2 separate regions of the Mustela erminea genome follow, and region 2 is linked to region 1. The links are chromatin contacts, called in public Hi-C maps. All regions are on one chromosome and are shown on one strand. The core of a region is the stretch at or near the end of the contact, and the rest is flanking DNA. Distances in the headings are between cores, read along the strand shown. Region 1 holds the start of LEKR1 (leucine-, glutamate- and lysine-rich protein 1). Region 2 holds the start of TIPARP (protein mono-ADP-ribosyltransferase TIPARP).

The links. A called contact is a pair of places that touch in the nucleus more often than the background predicts.
Region 2: a contact with region 1 is called in a Hi-C map of skeletal muscle, with 5 times the contacts expected there. The contact joins the promoter of TIPARP here to the promoter of LEKR1 in region 1. A contact is called at or near these places in 3 of 3 Hi-C or Micro-C datasets (fibroblasts, skeletal muscle and spleen).

The regions. Positions count from the first base shown.
Region 1 is chr1:138,667,958-138,674,406 of mMusErm1.Pri, reverse strand. LEKR1 (leucine-, glutamate- and lysine-rich protein 1) reads left to right here and starts at 2,067. Exons shown (of 13, transcript XM_032343951.1): 1 at 2,067-2,160; 2 at 5,489-5,570. The coding sequence starts at 5,523. It overlaps LOC116591208 (a long non-coding RNA gene), which reads right to left and starts at 1,995. Exons shown (of 3, transcript XR_004285870.1): 1 at 1,414-1,995.
Region 2 is chr1:138,819,697-138,825,804 of mMusErm1.Pri, reverse strand. It overlaps TIPARP (protein mono-ADP-ribosyltransferase TIPARP), which reads left to right and starts at 2,655. Exons shown (of 6, transcript XM_032343991.1): 1 at 2,655-2,888.

The sequences.
Region 1 (6,449 bases), core at 818-3,317:
AGAACAGAATAACACAAAACTTTCAGTATGTTTAATGATAGGAACATTTTAAATTCTACTTCAATTCCAGTATAGCCAATAATGGGGTGAAGAAAAGTAGTGGACAAACCGAAAAAAGGAAAGAAATTCAGAGGGAGAGAAGGAGAGATTGAGATCAACAGAGAACCAAGAATAAACACACAAGACCCTGTGGGCAGGCTTACTGGATTTCTTTTTTTAAAAAGTAACAAATTTCATAACTCTTCATCTGTGCTGTGGTCTTCAGGGATAACGCCTTTCACTGCTATTTTTTAACAAACGCTATTCTTCACAATTTATTAACTCTCTTTATCCTTGAAATTCTTACTGGGCCTACTGCTCCCTGTTCAGAACTTTCTCTGATGATGACAATGTTCTAAATATGGGTAGCCTGATGCTGTGGCAATATATGACTACTGAACACTCGTACTGTGGCTAGTGCAATAAAGGAATTTTTAAATTTCATTTTGATTAGTCAGACGTGGCTATCTAATTGGACAGTGTAGGTCTAAGGGACGTTTGTGGTGCGGATGCTTATGGTGGGAGGAAAACTGGTCTCAAGGCTATGTAGAGATGACTAAGGACAGATGAAATTAAATCACAGAACAAATTACAGCCTTTCAGCTCTATCTTCTTCCACCCTTAAGGTGTTTCCTTTCCTTTCCTTATCATATACACGAAGTACTCAATAAATACTATTGCCTCAGAAAAGTCACCTTGCTTTAGGTGTACAGTTTCTGTTCCAGATAAAGCACTCAGTGGACCTAGATGAACTCCTTTTTTTATGCCTCATGTCTAAACCCCATTACTGAGAACAATCCTACCTTCATTGTCCCTCAAAGAAACATGCTGAACATAAACAGCTTTTGAAAGTCCTTTGCACTTCTCATAAGCATGTCCTACCTGATCACTTTGTTGGCTGTCCTCTACTCCCCTTAACCTCTTCAGTCCTCTTGTTGCTTACCTTTTCCAAATGGAGAAAAACGCTCTTTGAGGGGGTGGAATCTCAAAGTCGTTGGTAGGCGTTGGGGCAAAAATATCCGCCAGGTTAAGTGTACAGGGTATATCTACCTCTAAGACTTTGGGGAACAAGGCTTTTAGGAGTGTTCACTACTACATGCTGTCATTTTCATTAATAAACAGCTCTCACCAGCAGTTTGACTACCGTTTCAGCACTGCTCTGCATGGTTTGGTCACCTCTAAATCTATAGGTTTTAACTAGTTTTCTCTTTCTTAAACCTTACTTCATCCGAAAGTAACAAGTCTCTTTCCATGCTAGTGAGCCACATCCGATTTTTCTTGTAAGAGCTACATTTTCGACCTCATATACCTGGGAAAGGTGAGATTGGGACTATTTAAGAGTCACTTGAAAATCACACCAGTAGCTGCCCCTACCTGGGTTAGTCACAGAATCACCCCATTCCGGTATGCAGTGCTTGTCTCTTAGTAGTAGGTCATTAATAAACACTTGCTTTATGAAGGAAGAGTCACGTGTAAAGCTACGCAGCCTCCTGTAAATAACTTGTGTACGAGGGCAGTCTCAGGGTACCTTCTGAATGAGCCTTACTACATCCCGAGTAGTTTGGGCTATGAAAATTCTAACGCCTTCCCAATTGCCCTCGTGGCAATGCCAATGACCAGAGCTTCCCTTTATACTCATGACCTCTTCAACAGGCTTTTCTCTTCTTGGCGCTCAGTATTATAATGGCCCACTGCTGTGCCCGCTTTGCGGGCTCTAGAGCCAGGGATCAGAGGTACAGGGACCTAGGCCACCACTGCAGGCTGAGTCTCTCTCCAACCCACTTGAACCTAGGGACATTTCTCTTCTCAGCAGCTTCTACTAGGACTCCAGCCTGGCCTCCCCCACGTTCGTCTTCGCGCCCCTTCCTTCCCTCACAAAACACTCGGTATCAGACAAGCCCCCCCCTCCCCGCCCCCCGCCCCCTCACTCCCCGCAAACCCCGTCGAGAGCTTTCCGGCTTCCGCCGGGCGCGTGGGGCCCGAGGCGTGGCAAGGGAGCCCCGCTCTGCGTTGGCGAACGGCGTGGGCCGTGACGTCACTGCGCCCTGACGTCGAGCCGACGCGTAGCTTTGGTCTCCGGGGAGACCGCGAAAGCCGTTCGCACTCCGAGTGGAGGTCTAGGTGAGACAATGAATGACTTCCTTGAGTGCCCCCCGGCCTACCCAGTCCTCGGGACGCAGTTCCGGAGCGGAGGCGTGCTGACACCGGGGGAGAGAGCCGGAAGGCTGAGCCGCGGCGCCGGGGCAAGGGAATGTGGCCCCGAGCGTCGCCCCCGCACCCCTTTGCGGCCCCTGCACAGCTTCCGCGAGCTCGCTTGGCCCCGGCGTCCTCTAACGAGAGCGCAGCTCGTCCTCCGCCCTGCACCCTCCTCCTTCCTCTTGCCACAGCAGGTCCCGAGGGTACGGGGTTAGAAGGGGACGGGTTTCAAAATCCAGCAGTCTTAGCTGGCCTTGCAGTTGGTTTCTATTTGGAAAATCCCGCCGCTTCAGGAATGTCTTAGAACGTGAACTTCGTTTCACCTGACCGTGACCTGCTCGTTTGCGGGTGATTCACACCAGGGGAAGGGTGTGTTTACGGAAGGGCCCGAAAGCTGAACGTGACTTAATGGCCCAACGTGACACTGCTGTGAGGAAGGGAATCGGAAGTGAACAATCCAGGACGTTCCTGTGTTTTCGACATCTTCCTTGTGATCCTGTTAAAGAGCAGGTTCACAAATACTTAGTGGTTGCTGCCAGTTTCACCGCACCTCTTGCTCAAGGGCAGCCTTCATGTATGTAATGTGAAAGAATAAAAGAAACTGACTTCATAAAACATGCAAAATAATGTGCGAGTGAAGTAATAATTTAAAAAATTGCCGTGTTGCCAAAGGGGAAAGAGACTTTCCCCTTCCCTTTCTTGAGAAACTTTGTATTTGTGAATGTTTCCACCGTTCCTTTAATACCTATGCGATTTTTAAAAAGACTCAATTTTTCTTGAGGACTTGAGAAAAATTTCTTTAAAATGTAAACATCAAGGAAGCTATCTGTCACCTTGGAAATTTCGCCTAGGCTCCTTACATTAGTACCAAGGGCTCTGTCCTAGAGATTTGTATTCCTTAGAACAGTCGCAATTAACTAGCGCAGATAGCTTCTTCAGTTACTAGGTCAATTGAAAACAAACTATGAAATTGTATAACAGACTGTATTGAGAATGAGTTACCGTTTCTCTTGAGAAGATGTATGTAATGGATTGTATCTACACAGTTATATAAAAAAAAGTGGAGTTACTTTCTGTCTTTGTAGTCTCATTAGCAGATTGGCTCTGATGTGCGTCACAATCTAGTTAAATGCTTATTCAGTAATAAGACTGTTTTCTTTCTGCATTGTGGAGAGATTTTTCGGGTTGGCAGTATTTAATTCTTCAGTAATCAGAACCTGCCAAATTTCCCCACTTGCTATAATAAGGCTACAAAATTGGAATAGTTGTAGAGATGAAGAGGATACTAAACAAAAACTGTTCCACTGGTCCCTTGTTTATACTGTCACTAGATCCATACTTTCAAATAATTTTATGGGTGGAATTTAAAAAGGAGATTTCGTTGGTAATTTTAGGAAAAATTCTACTCCTACCAGAGTTTAATTAAGGTGATGCCATCTTATTTTACTGATGGTGAGTCCATTGTAAAATGACAGAAGAGAGAATAATGAGCCTTCTGTGAATAATGAGCTCTTGCCACATCAGAGACAGTCTGCTGAACATCAGATTATTATGTACTTGGCTATGTGGGCCTATGTTAGCTATGTCAGTTAACTTTACCCTCATAGTTAACTCCAGTTAACTTTACCACACACACACATTATCTTTCTATGGGAAGAGAGTCCATTAGTTATTTGTTTTTAAAAAGCATCTCATTAAAACAGCAGGCTTTGTGTTAACACAGGGGATGAGGAATTTTCTTTCCAACAATGGTTGCATGATTAAAAAAAAATACTGCTACTACAGAAATTTTTGTCAACTACAATTTCCCTAACACTCTGTAGTGGCTGAGGTTGCTGTCTCTGATAGAGTACTCTGCCTCCAGTCTATCTTTGTGTCAAAATCATGCTCTGATCAAAAGCAGATGGCTTCAGGAAGCCTTCCATAGTTTCCAATTCCCACCCGAAAGATAAGACAGGTTTCTTTTCTGAACTCCTAGGTTGTTCCTTCTCTACCACTCCTGGCCCTCAGACTTTCTTCCTTGCTATGGAATTGTGCCTGTTCATACTCCGCTGCCCTCTTTCTACTCGTCACTCCTCAGATGTATATATAAACATTTCTTACGAAACTGGACTGTGTATTCTCTCTCCATAGTTGGGAAAGATTAAAAAAAAAAAAAAAACCCGAAAGTACTTCCTTCAGTCACCTTGTGCAGTTATAACAAAGTAGTGATAGAATTTTATGTTGAGGGTGCCTGGGTGGCTCAGTGGGTTAAGCCCCTGCCTTCGGCTCAGGTCGTGATCTCAGGGTCCTGGGATCGAGTCCTGCATCGGGCTCTCTGCTCAGCAGGGAGCCTGCTTCCTCCTCTCTCTCTCTGCCTGCCTCTCTGCCTACTTGTAATCTCTCTCTGTCAAATAAATAAATAAATCTTTAAAAAAAAAAGAATTTTATGTTGAGTTCTTTTATTAGAAAATGAAAATCTGGGGCACCTGGGTGTCTCAGCGGGTTAACCCTCTGCCTTCGGCTCAGGCCAAGGTCTCAGGGTCCTGGGAGCTTGGGGCTCTCTGGTCGACGGGGAGCCTGCTTCCCACTCCTGCTCTCTGCCTGCCTCTCTGCCTGCCTCTCTGCCTGCCTCTCTGCCTACTTGTGATCTCTGTCTGTCAAATAAATAAATAAAATGTTTTAAAAAAGAAAATGAAAATCTATTAAAGTAAAATATCTGAACAAAATTATGTAAATGTTCATCTTAAAATGAACACTTCTCATGCTTTGATGCACTGATCTTCCATGTCTGCGGATGATATTTAATTTGATAACTGTCTTTTTCATACTTCATCCTTTAAACCAGCATTCGTGTCACAATTGTTTTTCCTATCTGCTGAACTAAACTACTATATTTAGATATTTTTCTGTTAAGTTTTTGAACCCCCCTTTTATAAGGAAACAGAAATAAATGGGCCTGTTTAAAATTTTAAGTGACATTTATTCTGTATTTGCAAAACAAATTGTTAGTAGTAAACCACCACAGAAATTACAATTAGACTATAAAGTTCTAAAGAAAAAGAAGTTTTCTAAGTTGTCTGTTATCTTTTTCATTCTAGTGGCCTAATAACTGAGAAAAGCCCAGTTGTTTGTACCTTTTAACATTGAGTTGACAGAATAACTGTTGAAAGTTATCACCATTCATCTCTGAGTACTCCTAAGAACTTATATCTTTTAATTTGAATTTTATTCACATTGTTTCAATTCTGATTATTGTTATCAATGTTTTTAGATTATTTTACTTGAGAACTCACATTTTGGAAATTATGGATCGTCACATCCCCATGCATGCATTACCTGAAGAAATCCAAAAGGTATGATATTGGGTTATTACAGCATAATATTAAGAACATTTTAAGGTAGTTAGTTGTAAAACCTGGGAGAATGATTTTAGAGGTTTTACACTTATTTTCGTCAGAGCATCTGCAATGAACTGATGGAGTGGTTAAGGAGAATAACCATAATGGCCAAACTAGAGTTCAGTTTAGTGCAAAGAATGGTTAACCTGTGAAGGAGACATCTTTAATTCCAGCATAGTATTTGACCAGGTATTTGTGGAGCTTTTGTGAAAAGAGGGCCTCGGGAATGTCTAAATACTAAGGTACTTTTCTTGTAGCTTTTCAGGAGAAGAAAGCTTATAAAAAATGGAAATACATGGCCCTGTTTAAAATTTTAAGTGAACCTTATTCTGTATTTGCAAAATGGGTAATTAGTGTAAGCTATTATAGAAACTACAGTTACTTTGTAACTTTTTGTTACAAACGCTAAATGTTGTGATGCTAAATGTTGGTGTCTCTCTCCATATAAAGGTCTATTTCAGTTTCATCTTATTTTTTGCCACTTATCATGTACCAGACACTGTTTTAAAACCTTTCATATATATCTGCTCATTGAATCTGATGAACATCAATTTTTCTTTACAGTTTCTATCCTCCTTTCCTCCCTGTGAGTTCTTATCTGTCCTCAGGCAGAAGCATTTACCCTATATTTACTTTGGCAATGCATACATTGTTAACAGTTTAATTTTTAAAATACCTCTTTGAAACTGATTGACAAATTGTGTATTGAAACCTCAAACATTAACTATCATTAATCATTGAGGTTTTTTAGTAAATCTACAGTCAACTCTTAATTAACCACCAATCCATTACTTTTTAATTAAAAATTGCAGTCATCTCTCAGATATGCTTTTA
Region 2 (6,108 bases), core at 1,406-3,905, 150 kb before region 1:
GGGGTCACATTTGAAGTGGACCTTGTAGAAAATACCTTCTCTGGAGTAGTAAAACATTAACAGTCTGAGCAGCCTAGATCCAAGAGTCCTGAGTCCAGAAAGTGCCATTTTTCTCTTTGGGGCAATTGACATTCTGAAAGTCATAGTGGAAAAACTAAGAACTAGCTAGAGTTTTCAACTGCCTCAAGAGACATGGGTAGGGAATGGAAGGTGAAAAATTTGTGTTCAGGGCCTAAGAAAGAAAGACTTTAAACTGGAATTCCAAAGGGCTACACTCTGGAAGTAATTTTAACTAGTAACTTTTAACTATTAATCCATGGAATAAGGTGGTCTACCCTTAATCCAAGGGACCCCCAATGAACCACACCTTCTTATATTTGTATTCATGGTCTCCTGTGGGTCCCTCCCATGTAGATGCTGAGCTTGTCATATGCCTTGTTCTGGTGACAGACACATTAACAAGCATGATGCAAGCAAAAGCTTGCATATTGAGGCTTGTCCTCTTGGACTGCTCTCTCTTGGAACCCTGAGATTATCATGCTGTGAGGAAGCCCAAATGAATCCTGAAGACAAGGCTTACAGAGAAAAACTAGGGAATCCAGCTAATAGCCAGAACAGAGGCCCAAGACATATGGCCCTAGATGAGCCAGGCCCAGCTATTTGAACCACCCCAGTTGAGACCCTAGGCATCACCAAGCAGAACTGAGCCACATGCACTATGCACTGTCTGAATTCCAAAGCCAGAGAATCCAGAATCATGGGCAAATAAGAACTGTTATTCTAAATCACTAAGTTTTGGGGTGGTTTGTACACAGCAATAAATAACTGAACTGCTACGAAAATAAAAATAATGTATAACTTACTGGTGGGAGAGAATAGAATTAAAAATATTTAATCCAAAAGAAGGCATGAAATCTAAGGACCATAGAACAGATTGAGACAAAGACCAAATAGTAAAAATGGTAGATTTAAACTTAGATACTTGCTTCTAGGTAACTCTATGTAGGGGTAGGCACAGACCAAGATACTGTCTTAATACAGCTGTTAAGCCTGAAAATTCTATCTTACCTATTAGTGTCTGAATTTTGTCCATATCATTACTATCTTAGTTGAATGGCCATGACTTGATGCAATTTGAAATAAGCCGCTGGGGAGGTACTACCCTTAATCTATTTTCTGCTGGTGTTTCACCCAATCTGGTTTTGAAGAGTTTAAGAAAGCTCGAAACCATTATCTCTACTACTGCTGCTGCTTAGCTACTATTTTTACAGGCTTTCATGTTTTGTAAGGGAATAGTTGGCTTTTTCAACCCAGAAACTCTCCGAATTATGGAATTCAGTCGGTTTAGATTTCAGGCCACCGGCAGAGAGCATCTCTTCGCAAGCAGTGTTCCCTTCTCCTTTTCTGCCAGCTACTGGGGGATATAGCCATAATTAACTTTTTTTTTTAAGATTTTATTTATTTATTTGACAGAGAGATCACAAGTAGGCAGAGAGGCAGGCAGAGAGAGAGAGAAAGAGGGAAGCAGGCTCCCGGCTGAGCAGAGAGCCCGATGCGGGACTCGATCCCAGGACCCTGAGATCATGACCTGAGCCGAAGGTAGCGGCTTAACCCACTGAGCCACCCAGGCACCCAGCCATAATTAACTTTGAGCAAAAGGGTCTTTCTCCTCCGATATAATAGTGATTATATGAATCTAACGTAGTGCCTCTACTTCCATCACTGAAATTCAATATAGGAAGGGCATTTTATAGTCCAGAAACTATAGCAAAGACTTTTATAGACCAAGACATTTTATAGTCCAGAAACTATAGCAAATTCACATGCAGTGTATATTTTAAACACGAATACATGGTGTTCTGCAAGTTCCATGAAAAGAGGCATGGCGTCCGAGTTAATCAGGGCTGTAGCCTAAACCTAGTTGCATGCCTGGCACGCAACAGACACTCGACAAACATTTGTTGAATGAATAAATTAGTCATTACGGTACTTAAAAGCTTTCTAGAACAGATTCGCGCTTCTACTGTCAAAGCCCCAAAGCCGAGTTTCCCTTCTGTCAGGCTACGTTCCCCCTGAAACTGGCGCGCTAGCGACCGCGGCGGACCGGCTGCCGACTCGGGTGCGCGGCGGGCCATCCGTCAGGCTTGGGGCGGGCGACCCCGTCTGGCCACAGCGGCTGTAGCAGCCGTTTGCCTCCTGTCGGGGTCCCGCGGCGTCAAGGGCAAGAGGCGTTTTGTGAGGAGGCAAATAAAGCCAACCGCACAGAAACGGCTCGTTCTGTCTCACATCCTCTCTCGGGTGCCCGGGTTTCCTCGGAACCCAGTGATCCTCCGTGTGTTTGCGGGCACGTAGAGTCTGCCCCACGCGGCCCACACTTCCCCTCCTCACAGCCGCGCGCTCCCCAACGCGCGCAGACCTGGACTCGCCGGTACCCAGCCGGCGCGCGGAAGGACACGCCCCCTCGCGGGAACACGCGGCCATCGCACGCACACTTCGCGCGCCTCCCTGCAAGCGAGCGCGCACGCGCACGTGGGGCGGGCCTCCTGAGCGGCACCCACTGAGCGCCGGGCCCTCTCACCCCACCCCTCTTCCCCCGCTGCTCAGGCTCCGCCTCCGCGACGGGACAGCCGAGAAGAGGCGACCGGAAGCCACTTTAAAGCAGAGCTCCCGGTGACAGGCGAGAGAGCTGGTTCGGCAGTGCGGTCGCGGCTTTCTGCACTCCCGGCGGCGGAATGGCCCGTGCGCTGCTCGTCGCGTCTCCGGCCTGCGACCCTTAGACGCCCAAGCCCGCTCTCCGCGCCAATCCTCCCGCGCGGACGCTACCAGCGAGCCGGCGGTGCGGCGGCGACTCGGCTCCTGCGGTCGCTTCTCTCAGGCTGCTCGATCAGGTGAAGGGCTCCGGGTGGGCTCTGAGGGGCGGGCGAGAGACCCTAGCTGGGATGGCGGGCGCGGACGGTGGCGCCGGCCTCGCAGCCTTTCGGGGGATCTAGGGTGATTGATATTTAGACTGTGCGTTTTCTTCCTGCCGAATTCATTCGGATCCAGTCAGTATCGGGATGGGATTGGCTTACACTTACTAATCACTTACGGCCTCGGGCAGGTGTATAAATCGGAGGGAGACACTGAAGGGTTTAGTCGCGGTCGCCGGCGTCTCCGGGTTCCCACTTGGTCTGGGTGGGCGCGGGGGGCGCGTCTATGCGGCCTCCCCCGCCGGGCGGACCCCGAGCGCTCTGAGGCGGAGGAGCAGTTCGCAGATCGAGGCGCCGGGCACGGCAGCTGAGGGGAGCCTTCCGGCAGACCCGCATTCCGGCTGCAGCCCAGAAGTTTGCAGGCTGTTTTCAGATCAACTTTGAAGGCGCAGAAGTGTTCGCCTGTTTCCTGGCCGCCACCCCGAGAGCCGCCGACCGCGTTTCCCCTTGCACCTCTCGGCTCCTTTCTGGAGCCTCCGAGACTGGCAGGACGATCCTGTCGGGAAGGTCGGTTGAGGAGGCGAGGAAGAAATTAACTGTGGAAGGCGCCGTGAGGGGCTTCTGGGATGGAGGGAAGCCTGGGCGGGGCGGGGGGCGCTCGTTGGGACCAGGCTGCAGCTAGGGTTCGGGGGGCGCTCCGGTGCCTGCCGAGGGCCATTGAGGGGGTGGGATGCTTCGGAACGCCGGGAATTGGCCGAGCCCGGCGGCGCCTCAGCTGCGGTGCGCTGAGCGGAGTTGGCCCGGCCCGGGGGGCGGAGCTGCGAAAACCGCCGCGGCCGGCAGGAGGCGTCTCTCGGACCCGGGCTCGGCGTCCCGGTGTCGCGTCGCGGCTGGTCGACGAGGAGTCCTGAGTTTGCAGATGGTGGTGTCCGCGCTCGGTGCCAGGGGCCGGGAGTCCCGGAGGACTGGGGACATCACGAGGCGAGGGGTGGAGCGGTAGGTCCCTGCAGCGGGGGACCGGAGGAAGTGTCCTTCCAGTCTTTATTTTTCTGTTATGCAAACTAATTGAGGAACTAGGTTCTAGTGACTTCCCCACTCCAGCCACTCCTCAGTTCTCTGCTTTCTTTCAGAGCCTGGCGGAGGGCAATAACAAGAAAAGTTATAGTCTGTGTGTATGTGTGTGTGTGTATATACACCTCCAGTGTCTCTTTTCCCTTGATTGGAGGTGAGAGGAATGTCGTGTGTGTGTGAGTGTGTGACCGCGCGCGTGCGCGCATAGACACGCGAGGGAAGACACAAGCGGATTTAGTGTGGTGGAGAGGGAATACCACAATCTGTGCCAATTGTGCCTTGAGGCAAGATCACCAAGTGATGAATAATAACGCCTGGCTTGGCTGCTTTCCAGTTGATTTATGTCTTATGTCAAGTCCCTCCTTGTGAAGCTTTCCCTAACAATGCCAGCTCACACTGAACTCTTTCCGCCTTTTTCTTTTGTACTTACCGTGTGCACTAACACCTGGTTATATACAGTTGAGCATTGAAGAACAGGGATTTGAACTTTCCGGGGTCGCCTATATGCGGAATTTGTACAGTACTATGAACATGTTTTCTCTTTCCTGCGATATTCTCAATAACATTTTCTTTTCTTTAGCTTACTTTGTTTAAGAATACAGTATATAATACATATAACACAGAACGTGTTAATCAGCTTGTTAATTCTGGTCGGCAGTAGGCTATTAGTAGTTAAGTTTTTCGAGAGGCAAGAAGTTAAAAGCGGATTTTTCCAGGGGTGAGTTCCCTGAACTGTCCCCACTCTGGCCTAGTTCAGGGGTTAACTGTACTGTGTTTTTGTTTATTTCTGAGTTTGTTCATTATGAATGTTCTATACATAGATTCATGAACCTCTCCAATGAGATCTTTAATACTTGTTATTCTGGGTAGTCAGTTTTATCATTCTGTTGTTGACCTATAAAGGCTAACAGAACTACTCATTTAACAGGTGCATTTTCTTCAGTGATTCGGTTAAAAAATATTATAGAGCACCCACCGTGTGCATTGTACTCACATGGTACTGATCACTTGGGAGGAGTATTTGATGAAGTCATGGGCCCTAACATCAATGATCTCTTATTCTTTTGGTCAGTTGGCCAAGAGAGAAGATTAATTGCTCATCACCAGCTCTTCCATCTCATACAATGCTTAGTAAATATTTTCAGAATTGGTTAATGAATGTTAGACTGTGGAGAGAACTGTCATTTTACAAAGTTTTCTTTGCTTTTTACTTTAGGTTTTAGTTTTCTGATTCTTTGAAAACAGCACTTTTTTTGGTCTCAGGAGTTCATTGAAACACATTTGGTGTGTGTTTTTTATTCTTGTATTATTTTTCTATAACATGCCTTCATTTGTTTTAATAGATAAAATCATATATGTAACTTTTCTGAAGACAAGGATATGGAGGCCCTTTCTAAATTATGAAGTTGTGTTTTGGTTTCTAAGACAGCGTGTAGTGTTTACTGCTGATATAGCTTCTGTTGCTAAACAATCAACTGGTATTCTTCCTCCAATAGTGGTAATGTTTTGGGGATTGTAAAAGTAGACCCTTAACATCCTTGGGGAATATATTGAAATTTAGAAACACTTCAACATGCTCCTGGCTTTCTCCTATATAACATTTCAATTGAGAGCCCCTGTTTCTTGACTATATCCTCATGCTTTTAAATTCACTCACTATTTAACTTCGAAGTTTATCCTTCATTTGGTGAACTTTTTTTTTAAAAAAAAAAAAAACAAAGAAACAGGTTTTGTCACCTCCTGGGATTGGTGATAAAGAAACAACTGTGAAGAGAACCACAAAGCAGATATGTGGTTTCCCTGTTGTCATCTGTTAGCCACACTTATTTTTACCCCTCACCCCCCACCACACTCTAGACTTACAGTAAAAATTCATACCCCAGCAGAATTACCAATTGTATATTGTCCGCAAATAAATGTCAAGAGCCTGTTGGAAGGTTTACCTTTACCTGCTCTGGGCTTTTGAATAGCCTTAGCTTCTTTGGAGCCTTAATTTCTCAATAAAATTTAAAATTAACTCATAAAGATGAAATATGGTATAAGACAAGTGACCTCACGGACTTAGTCACAGACTGAAACAAAACATTTTGATGAATGAATGGGAACCAGTTGTTGTCAGCTTGTAAAT